2 separate regions of the Sus scrofa genome follow, and region 1 is linked to region 2. The links are chromatin contacts, called in public Hi-C maps. All regions are on one chromosome and are shown on one strand. Each heading gives the region's core, a stretch centred on a gene start, on an enhancer-like site or on the middle of the called end of the contact. The rest is flanking DNA. Distances are from core to core; before and after follow the strand shown.

Evidence for each region. A called contact is a pair of places that touch in the nucleus more often than the background predicts.
Region 1: a contact with region 2 is called in a Hi-C map of adipose tissue, with 7 times the contacts expected there. The contact joins two enhancer-like sites. A contact is called at or near these places in 28 of 47 Hi-C or Micro-C datasets (adipocytes, adipose tissue, alveolar macrophages and 17 more) and 1 of 2 datasets of contacts at active chromatin or transcription factors (skeletal muscle).

Annotation. Positions count from the first base shown.
Region 1 is chr16:32,429,375-32,435,137 of Sscrofa11.1, forward strand. ITGA2 (integrin subunit alpha 2) reads left to right here. Exons shown (of 31, transcript NM_001244272.1): 29 at 1,779-1,868; 30 at 3,079-3,195; 31 at 3,917-4,449. The coding sequence ends at 3,997. It also overlaps a transcript of MOCS2 not described here. Among named protein-coding and RNA genes, the nearest start is that of MOCS2, 30 kb to the right of the region's middle. Within about 2 kb of position 2,842, at least 16 of the 83 cell types and tissues checked have an H3K27ac peak or open chromatin away from gene starts, as enhancers often do. A contact at or near this core is called in adipose tissue, where this site is marked.
Region 2 is chr16:32,305,291-32,311,276 of Sscrofa11.1, forward strand. It overlaps ITGA1 (integrin alpha-1), which reads left to right. Exons shown (of 31, transcript XM_021076769.1): 31 at 1-4,627. Among named protein-coding and RNA genes, the nearest start is that of ITGA2, 28 kb to the right of the region's middle. Within about 2 kb of position 1,656, at least 13 of the 83 cell types and tissues checked have an H3K27ac peak or open chromatin away from gene starts, as enhancers often do. A contact at or near this core is called in adipose tissue, where this site is marked.

The DNA.
Region 1 (5,763 bases), core at 1,592-4,091, 130 kb after region 2:
AATTATTTAATGGTAGGAGGTTACTAATAACATCAGTGTAAGATATATATCCTTCCTATATGCCTGCCCCAAATCCCAGTGTTTTTTTTAATAGATATGCTTAGATTAGGAAATCTGAAATTATTACGTTATATATAGTGCTGACACAAGAGTTAGGGTCTCTGCACTGACATGCGTGGTCCTTAATTTTTCTTAAATTTTGGAAATATGGTTGATTTACAGTATTATAATTTCTGCTGTACAACAAAGTGATTCAGTTATACATATATGCACATCCATTCTTCTTCAGATTCTTCTCCCATGCATGGTCCTTAAACAGTATTTTACACATGTGTACCCCCAAAATCTTCCTTTTTAATCCAATTTTCCATTCCATATAGTGACTTATTCAGGCTTTCAATTTTCCCTCATGTCACAAACTTCACTAAGTTTTTAAAAATCTAAAGTATGATCTTTCCCAATTAAAAACTTCGTTATTTTGGAGTTCCCGTCGTGGCACAGTGGTTAACGAATCCGACTAGGAACCATGAGGTTGCGGGTTGGATCCCTGCCCTTGCTCAGTGGGTTAACGATCCGGCGTTGCAGACGCGGCTCGGATCACGCGTTGCTGTGGCTCTGGCGTAGGCCGGTGGCTACAGCTCTGGTAGGCCGGTTGCTACAGCTAGGTTCCCTAGCCTGGGAACCTCCATATGCCGTGGGAGCGGCTCCAAAGAAATAGCAAAAAGACAAAAAAAAAAAAAACTTCGTTATTTTGTAGATAGGTTCATTTGTGCCATATTTTAGATTCCACATATAAGTGGTATCTTATGGTATTTGTCCTTCTCTGCCTGACTTATAACCTCCAGTTGCATCCATGTTGCTGTGAATAAGCTAGAAACAGATTCACAGACATGGAGAACAGAACTGTGGGTACCATGGGGGAGGGACTGGGAGTTTGGGGTTAGTAGATACGAACTATTACATTTAGAATGGATAAATAATAAGGTCCTACTGTATAGCACCGGGAACTATATCCAACCTCCTGGGATAGATCATGATGGAAAATAATATTAAAAATGGGGGTGTGTGTGTATATGTGTATGTATGTATGTGTATATATATATATATGACCAAGTCACTTTTCTGTACAGCAAAAATTGGTTTTTTTGTTTTTGGGGATTTCTTTTTTGCTTCTCTAGGGCCGCACCTGTGGCATATGGAGGTTCCCAGGCTAGGGGTCCAATCGGAGTTCCAGCTGCTGGCCTATATCACAGCCACAGTAACACCAGATGAGCTGCGGCTGCAACCTACACCACAGCTCACGGCAACGCTGGATCCTTAACCCACTGAGCAAGGGCAGGGATCAAACCCACAACCTCATGGTTCCTAGTCAGATTTGTGTTTCTGCTGTGCCATGACAGGAACTCCTGGTACAACACTGTAAATCAACTATACTTTAATAAAAGAATTTTTTAAAAATTTAGAACTTCATTTCTAAACCCTTGTTTTCAAGTTAGAATCACCTGGAGAGAGGTCTTAAGCTGCTGATATCTAGCCCCCCACCTCCCAGAGACTCAGTTTAATTTGCGGTAGCAGGGCCTGGTCACCCACACAGTTTTAAGTTTCTCAGGTACTTTTCAGGTGTGGTCCGTCACATCAGTGATTTAAGCACAAAAAGATGCTTGAGTCTTCAGAGCTGGTATTTGTTCTTGTCACTTTCCACAAGGAAATAATGAACGTGCTGGTTTTATGCATTAATGTCTGCTAGGATAAAATATATTATTTTTCTTATGTTGCAGTCGACTTTCCAGACAGTACAGCTGACAGCAGCTGCAGAAATCGACACCTATAACCCTCAGATATATGTGATCGAAGAAAACACTGTCATGGTGAGTGCATCACATCCCTTCCTATGGGTGCTGGAGTCCAGAACAGGCATTCCACTTCTGACAAGTGAGAATGCTCATTGTTCTCACACATATGTATATACAAGTTTCTTACTGAAATTCTACAAGTCTAGTGTTGATCAGGTCAGCTTTTGGTCCAGGGTGTTTTCTACTCAAAAACAAAAAGCAAAAATACCCGGTGGTATCCTTGCCCTCCTCCTTGCCCACACACTGGCAGAGCTGCATCAGAAGTGATGACCTGATGGAGGGCACAACAGAAGGGGCTCCATCTTGCTGTGGCTCCCTTCTCCCTCCTCTGGGCCTGGCCTGCACCACCAGCTGCTCCTTTTCTGCTCATGCTTACACAAAGCAGTCTCGATCCGAGGCCGTGAAATCTAAGTCCTGCTCATTTGAATCATACATAGTGTTTTAGAGTATTTAAAAAGAAGTGCTGAAGTATGCTTTAATAAACAAGGCATGTATTAGAAGGCTTTTTTCTTCCAGTAGCACTCCTTACAACTATACACTGACACTGTGAAACATCCATTCATTAGATCTTTAGTCTAGAAAACTATAAATGCTTCTCTTGATTAAAAAAGAAAAAAAAAAGAAAAAAAGGTTTGGCAAAGAAACATACATTCACAGAAAACAAAGGCTCACTGTTCCAAGAGCTGGCACAAGATAGCTTTCCTTTGCACTGGAACTCTGGTTAGAATACGCCATATTTAGATAGAGTGGGATTTCCATGCTCAGCTAATCCCCTGGCAGAGTCCTGAGCATTTCCCTCCTGATGCTTTTGTTAGGAATTGGAAACCAATTCAAGACTCTGCCCCCAAGGCCGGCTTGGTGGCTGGCATCAATCCACTGCTGCAGCCTATGGACTTGGTTAAAAAGCCAATGGCCTTGTGAACTCTGGACCTCGTTCAATGACTGAGTGGAGCTCACAGCACCGCTGTGTCAGCTAAAATGACTCCACATAGAGGATGCTTTCCTGCTTCTGGTTTAGGATCTGAGAATCAGTGAAGGCCCACACCCTCCCTTCAGAGGCTGGGGTGTGGAAAGTCAGAAAGGGAGCCAAAGGAAACATGGACTTAAAAATCAAAGTGCTATAAATTTAGCCTGGGGGGAGGGGAGTACTAAAAATATTTAAAAAGTACATTTCAGGAAAATGAGGTGTTGAGATAACACAATTGTTTTGTATATACACTTGCAGATTCCCATTACAATAATGAAACCCCATGAGAAAGCTGAAGTACCAACTGGAGTTATAATAGGAAGTGTAATTGCTGGAATCCTTTTGCTATTAGCTTTGGTTGCAGTTTTATGGAAGGTAAGAAATGTTTCATATTTAAAAATAGAGGTCCTAAAGATAGGCCTTGACTTTCCCCATCACACAGCAACTCTTAAGTTTTATATGGTACTTCCTCCTCCATTATAAGAAAAAAAGAGGAGTTCCCATCCTGGCACGCAGTGTCTAACGAATCCAACTAGGAACCATGAGGTTGCGGGTTTGATTCCTGGCCTTGCTCAGTGGGTTAAGGATCCAGTGTTGCCGTGAGCTGCGGTGTAGATTGCAGACACAGCTGGGTCCCGCGTTGCTGTGGCTCTGGCATAGGCCAGCGGCTACAGCTCCGATTTGACCCCTAGCCTGGGAACCTCCATATGCCACTGAAGTGGTCCAAAAAATGGCAAAAAGAAAAAAAGAATTGTCAAATTTATTTGCAAGTTCTCACTCATGTTCTTGAAAACAATCAGAAAGGATTTTATCTCTTTGTTCTGGATCCCTTTTTTCCAACTTGCCTTTCATCCGGGAAGGTTTTATTCAGCTGCAAATAAGTGCACCCTGAAAAATTTACCTGGTGCAAGTCATTTCAACTCTGGGTATTCATCTCCTCGCTGAAGGGCTGATGCCAGGTTAGCACTTTGCACACTGGCTTCTCCAGAGCCCCCCAGTTTCCAGTGGATGCTTTAGAAGCAGCACTAGCAAGGGGGTGCTGGACCAAAACAAAATCAGCTAGAAGTGGTAACAATTTTACATCATCCTTTTACAGCTCGGATTCTTCAAAAGAAAATATGAAAAAATGACCAAAAATCCAGATGAAATTGATGAGACCACAGAACTCAACAGCTGAATCACCCAGCAGTTCCCACTGCAGAGGAAGTAGCAGCATCACAGCCAGGGTTTACTGTTCTCATGAATGGGTTGTTTAAAAACCGCAGTGTAATTTTTAATGTAACAGGTAAACTAGCCTGATATTTTATTTTTAAAAAACTGCAGGTCAGTTTGGAAAGAAATTGGGGGTGCGTGGGGGGGTTGGGAGGGTAGGTGTCTAAAGACTCAAGGACTTATTTTATATTCGGGTTCGGGGGGAGTGATCTTTCTGCTGGCTGGTCCGGAGTTTACATTATAATGTACATTGTAGCAGAAATACAAAATGCTTCCAAACAGGAGAAGTCTTAAAGAAAACTATAACCTTTCTGAGATTTTAGGGGTGGTGGTGGGGAACCATTTAAAATGATTGTTTTTAAACAATGAAAGTGAAGTAGAATCAATATATAATTAGGATATTAGTGCTGATGGGGAATAATAAAAAACCACTGGTCTTGAATTTCTGCTGCTCATCCAAAATTGCCATAGAAGGTATTTTCAGTGATAATTTGGTTTATAAACTAGGTACAATGTGCTGTTGTCAGCCCACACTTGCTTCTTCAGAGCCCCCTTTCCTTCCATGGTATTCTTATCCTAACGTGCTAGAATGACTGGTAGGAGCGCTCCTGCAGAGAAAAATCTCCATTTAAGGGGAAGGGGGGCGTTTAGAGGCCAAAGCACAAACTTTTGTTTCTAGTCTGTAACAACATTTATGGCATGATCCTGTCCGCTGCCAGTGGCCCTGCCTGGAAGGAAGAAGAAATTTCCTTTTTCCTTCAGGACACACAATGGCTGACTTGAATGGCTGGCTGGCAAGGACCTTCTGCATTTTTGAGAGATGAGTAGTTTCTTTGGAATCCTTCACCGAATCTCTCTTCCACCTCCTGATGCACCCATTCGGCTGCTGCCCCCCTTCCTCTCCAGGAGTGCAGAGTTATCCACCCTCCTGGAACCCCTTGTCTAAATCCTTCATTCCCAGGGCAGCTGCTCTTCTCCAGATGTGAGAAGGATGCCATCTGTTTAACTTCCACACTTGCCTGAATTACTGTATAATCCCCTTAACTTCAGAGAGCTACTTTCATTTGTTGCTAAATATGTAAGAAAAATAAGTCCAAGTGAACTTCTAATTGCTGAGACTTCCGACAGCATAAACAAGGTAAAACATCTCAGGAATTTTTCAAGACGCTACAAGGAGACATCAAAAGCCATCAAATTAGCACAGGCACCCGCTCTACTTGTCTGTTTCTGGAGGCCTTAAACTTCCAGAAGAAAGACCTTCCCCTGGAGTTTGCTCACCAGGTGTAGAGTCTCAGGCCCCAGATCCTGAGAGTCAGGTTTAGTTGGGGTGGAATGAGGTCGTGTGACCCATATTTTAACAAGTGTCCCCAGTCCTTGTGATGTAAATGGGCCACCACGAGGAACACCACTTAGTTGCACCTTCTTTTCTCTACTTCTGAGCCCACACGATCTCTAGGAGAGAGTCGGGGGGAAAGGGCACAGGCGAAGGCTGTGGGGACTTTTATGTCAGAAAGTACATACTGAAAGCTCTGGACAAGTCACTCAGACTCTAAACTTCAGTGTCCTCATTACGAAATGAGGAGACTGGGCTGGAGCTTAGCAGTGACGCTTTTAAATTTAAAAACCCACAATCTGGGTTTCTTATAAGACAAATAGACAATCCTCCAAGAATCTGACTCCAAAGAGAAGTCAGAGGGAAACAGGAATCAGCTCATGCATGCGCCTGGCCTC
Region 2 (5,986 bases), core at 406-2,905:
ATCCTAATGAAATTGCTGCTTATAATAAGCCTGGCAAAATTTTTAACATAAATAATTCCTGGGTTTTAAGTAGACTATTTAATGAGCCAGATATCCCATTTCCCTAACATTGTAATTTGTTGAGGTTTATGTGCATATGTGTGTATCTGTGCATATGTATGTATATCAACACACATACACACACATACACATGCACACATGCATGGACACAAATTGAAGGAAAAAAATAACTCAACGCCAAGTGGCAGAGTTTATATAAAATAAACACACAAAAACTACACCACAAAAAAATTCAATTTGTTCACTCTGTATATAGTTTTCACTTTCATTAATATTTAACTGTAGCATTCAGTTATGCAACTATCTAAAAGTCATAAATGTAGAGGCTTTGACCAAGATACTAACTCAACAGATGCCCCAAATTGGCTTTGTACAAATATTCTAAAACACCATCAATGATTAAGAAATATACTAAACTCTATCATTTGATTTTAAAACACTTAATCAGAAAAATGATACGTAAGACATTTATGAGCTTACTGGTTAAATCAAATTGCAAAACACTTTCTTTTTGAAACTTTGATGTCTTTTAAATTAATCATTGCTTCCACTGTGAACTGAACTATGTATGCATCTCCTTCTCAGACCAAACCTACAATGGTATATTATTGGTAAATTATTTAACAACTGGCTCTCCAGGAGGAAATAAATCCCTGAGTTGTGTCATTTGCCAATTTCCATGATCTGAATAGTTTGCCATGGCCATTTTCAAGCTACCAACAATAGCCCTAACCAGCTTGCAAAATTCCTGAAAATGTATTTGTTAGCTTTCATGAACCAGTATGAGCTGGCTTCAGTGCACTATTGAGACAGATTAGATGTCAATGATAAAGAAAGAGAAGGAAGGGAGGGAGGGAGGGAGGGAGGAGGAAGGAAAAGAGAAAGGGTGGAAGGGGGGAGAAAAAGGAGAGAAAGGAAAGAAGAAAGAAAGGAAAGAAGACAAAAATATTCTTAAAATGCTAATCTCAAGCCCAGAAGACATAATTCTACATAGTTCCCAATTCTTCAATTCAATTTCTAAAAGTATAGCCTTCCTTTAATATTAATAAAATGATATAAATCTGCAGGAAAAGGAAGGAGTTGAAAGCAAAACAATGTCAAGGGTGACACACTAAAAATCAGACCTCTGCAGCCACAGAGAAGCTGTTTCACTTTCTCTGGGAATCCAGAGCCCTGGAGCCAGACTGTGAAAGGTCATCCTTGGTAAAAAAAATTGTAATTTCTGGGATCCAGTTTGAACTTCAGTGATCCAATTTGTCCAATTATTTTTCTCCAAGCACTCGATTCATGGGTGATGTAATCTCTGAATATTTTCTGTGTCACAAGCGTCCTTGAAACAACTTGTGGGAGGACATATTTTTACAAAATTTGGTGCTTACTCAAGCATAATCATTTATCATTTTACCTTCTATAAAAGCAGTATCTAGGCTCAATTGGAAAACAAGTGTTCGCTCCAGAGCGAAAGGTGGTTGCACAGTGCTTGCGGAAAGCCGAGTGGGAGGAGAGGCCGAGAGAAGGTCTGGTGTGTTCTCTGCAGGCAGCCCCAAAGGGCCACCGCTTGCACTGTGCCAAGGGCTGCCCGCCAGCTTCTATGCAGTGCACTTTCCCGCAGGAAATCCTCACTGTCAGATATGCAACCTGCTCCGTGGGAACCGTCTTGCTCCACATAACGCTGAGAAAACTCGGGAAGACCCGGGCTCCGAGCATGGTTCATGTGCCAGAGACAGTCATGTGCTCGAATAAAGAGGCCTCTGGCAAATCAGGGTTTGCAAAACAGTATCCTACATACCCTTTGCTGATTTTCAACACTTCTCGAGTCTCCCTCCATTAGTCTTCTCCTCCAAAGAAGACTTCCAAGAAGGCCCCTAGAGAAAAATCTGTTTAAATCATGTGCTCTGTTTGCTGTGAGGACCAGCTCTGTGATTTGATCACTGACACAGATTTCAGTCCTCTGTTCTTCTGTGGCACTCTAAAGGGTTGATATGGTATAATATAGTGGAGACAAAAAGAAAGGCATTTCAGACATGGAGCAGCTTAAAGAAATTTGCAAATACTCTCAGTACCTGTGACAGTTGAGGGGCTGGCAGGATTTAGCCCCTCAGTGGGGCTCCATCAGCATCCCTAATCCCATCCTCACCCTTGGAAATAATAATCTAAAAAACAAAAAGAAGAGCTGTAAAATCCTCAAAGTGGTACTATTTTTTAATTAAAGTATACAGTCTAACTGTAAACAGCAGGCATTTTAATGCAAATACAACTTCAAGGTGATTCCACTGGGCAACCCTTCCAATCAGACTTCTGTCCCTAAACACCTCCTACCCAGAAATTCAGAAACCTCCACTGAAGGTGAACTGTGTTGTGCCTTACAAAAGACTAAATACTGCCACTTCCTGAATGGGAGCGCTGTTATGCAACATTTTACGTAAAACAATAAAAAAGAGTTCAAATCTAACATTGTCATCTGGTGAATGAGTCACTATTTTTTTATCCTCCTATTAAAATGTAACCTTGAATTTGGAAATTCCAAGTGAGGATCTTTAACCACCAACCTTGAGAGAAAGTACAGGAGCCTAGGTAGGCTCTTCCGCCCCAGCCCCATCATCCTCTACCTCTGGTGCCCAAGAGGTCCAGTTCTTAAGCCTGAGCTCCTGAATCCACAGTGTCCCAGGATCAGCCCTCCCACATCAGACGTACACATAAACACTGGCTGAAGTTTTACCATACCAAAAAATTTACAAGGATGAATTATCACTTGTAATGTTGGACTCCCTGCTTTGAGATCGGCATTTTTTTTTTTTTTTTCTCCCTTTGAAAGTATAAGAAAGCCTTTCTCTCAGAGCTAATGAGTTCAGAGCTTTATACTAGACTTCCAGGCTAGAGAATTTCAAGGCCTGGAGGACCTGGCACTAGGACCCAGGGCCCATTTGCAGGATCTCTCTGCTTTCTGCTTCCCAGATGGTTTCCTCTCTTCTCAGCTGTACGGTGGGGAATGTTTGGTTTTAATTTGGGTTCTCTTGGCAAGGCCATGCTAAGCCTGGTGCGCCTCGAAGGGCCTTGAGGGCTAGATGTTCTTTGTTGGAGAGTTGAGGCTTGGAAATCCTTTACGTATCTGACACACTGTGGAAATCATGGCAATATCTAGGCGACGCCAGTGACACGCATAACTATGACTATGTTTGATCTTAACCATGTTTCAAGTGACATCATGATGGAAAAAGACTAAGTCTGGAATTTCAGGGGCATTTCAGCAACACTGAGACTCCGAATTGAATGTTTCATTGCAGTTTAATCTACGCATGAAGCTTAAGAGCAAAATTTTGTAAAGAAATCTTCCCAATGACAATGAAAGCCAGGTGTCTTCTTGAACAGTCCCCTGCTGACAGTTCCTGTCCCCACCCCTATTTTTTAAAAGCCGGAAAGAAGATTAAATGGGGAAAAATGAGTGGCATCATTGTTTCTTTCTGCTACAGAGGAGCCACGTAGGAGGGAGTCAGCACACAGCATAGGCACTGTGGCTTTCTGAGAGGTCTTAGCATCATAGGTCCAGTGGCAGGTGACAGTGTTCCTGCCATGGCCCTGAGGCATCTTGGATCCTGAGAGACAAAAAAAATGGGGCAGGGGGAGGAGATGAAGCAATTTATCTTTTTTGTATGTACACTTACTCCTCTAAATACTGTAAGCTCCCGTAGACCACTTCATTCTGGCCACAGTACCAACACATGTACTTCACACAAGTAAATTATTAATTAAATAAGAGTAAAAATATATTCTTGCCTGTCTATTAACTAGGACTAATTTCCTGGTGTTTAACATACTTTGGCTCAAGTAAAAACAACCATTTGAAGCAGCAATGGTTCAGATCTTCTTCATACTAGGACCAGTTCACACAGTATATCCCAATACTGAGTGTTTAATTGAGAGAGACCCCTGCCCTTATTCAGGATGCAACAGCCACCTTCTGCATTCCTCCTAAGGGAACGGTGACCTGGAATGAGAATGGTGTACTGTGTGTTACTACTGTAAGGATGTAAAGTTACCGGATTGTGTCCATTTTATTAAAAAGGCAAACATTGTCTATAGTAACTACTGCTCTGAAATATATATTATACGCACTCCAATAAACTTCTGCATGGCCTAACAAAGTATATTCATTGCTTATTTTTTATTTACCTCGGAATAAATTCATTAAAATGAATAACAAGGGCATGTGCATTTTTATGACTTTTATCAGACCAACTCGCTAGAAGAAAATGCTTTGATTGCACTCAAGAACAAAGAAGTATGAACTGTGTTGATTCTAGTAATTTATTAAGTGCCAAATTTCAACGCATTTTTAAAAAGAAATCTGTTATGGGTAACAATGATCTAAGTTGTTATATTTAGAAATAGCTGAGTTGAAGAGTGTTTTGAATGTCCTATGTATGGTGCATCCTGTACACTGATTTAAGGTCAGAAGTTTGATATTTTTGTATAATTCTATCTTATCTTGTGCATCAGCTGTGTATTTTACGTCAAGGTAAATGAACATCCTGTCATATGTTAAATAAAAAATGACTCTTTCAAAGAAGAATGTGATGGCTGTGATTTTTTAGTACACGAATTTTATCCAAGATGAATATTTCTTCTAAAACACCAACTTTTTTTAGCTCCTTAGTAGCTTTTCACTTTGTTGCTCTAAAAGGAAAAAACAAAAAGCAAATTAAGTCTGTCTGTGGTGTTTCCTGTACACAATATAGCAATGTGATTAGTCTCCTTTTGCAAACTTGAGACAAAAACCACAGAATCCGTATTACGACCTATCTTCTCCTAATGAGATGTTTTAATAAATTACCTGCTGTACCATAACAGGCTGGAGCTATTATTTAAAGGTTAAAACAGAAAAAAAAACTAAGAAGTTAAAAAGTTATTTTCTCTATTCAATCTATAGTTTGAAGAAATAAAATTATTTCGTATATAAGGGCTAGAAGAAAATGCAGGAAGAAGTTTGAGAAATAATCACATATGTTTATCCTGTAAAGGATTTTATCCCCAAACTATACAGTAGAGTAAGAGGGAGGTATTTTTACAGAAGAAAAAGACTGAGTTTCAAAGAGGTTATTTGTAAGGTCCTATACCAAATTTGTGTCAGTACATGGTCCCAATGGGCTTTCTTTTCTTTCTTACTGTGAGATAAGTTCTTTTCCAACGAAAGCCTTCACCCAGGAGGAGAATGCAGTGGAGGTTCTGGAAAGAATGAATCTTGTTAAATTCTCTGTAAAATAAATAGCATGCCTCGGAATTTATTATACACTTATAAATAAGTCTAGAGCATAGGCACAACATTTACTCGCTTATCCTTTGTGATGTCTAATTGTAACATCAGTGTGATCATCATAAGCAGACATCAGGAACAATGCTCACTAAATTTAAGTGATCAGTCAAAGAAATGGAGGTGATCTCTGTTTTCTTCTTTAACATAGCCATGTTATTTTAATTGTTTTTAAATGAGTATCAAGTTTTAGATCAGGAAAAGTCATTTAGGATGAAAGGGAATATATTCACGTTGTGGATAATTGGGAACACAGAAAAAAATTATTAAAACAGTCGTTAAACCAGCACCAAAAATTACTAACATTAACTTGTCTTGTTTCTGAGCATACATGGTTTTTTTTCCCATACATCTATTTTGACATACTGAAATCACAGAGATTATGTACCCTGTACTTTTAAAAAATTTATATTGTGTTTCTTAATTTTTCTTTCATATTAAAAGGGTGATCAAATTATTTCCCTTATTCTAGAGCAGACAACAAGGAGGAAAATTACTCCCCTCCCACATTCTCTCCAGTTAATCACCCATTATGCACGTATATACATGCTATACTAGAATTCTCCATAGTCCAAGTGTGAAATAATCACTTTATCTATGTCTTCAAGCAGCGATGGA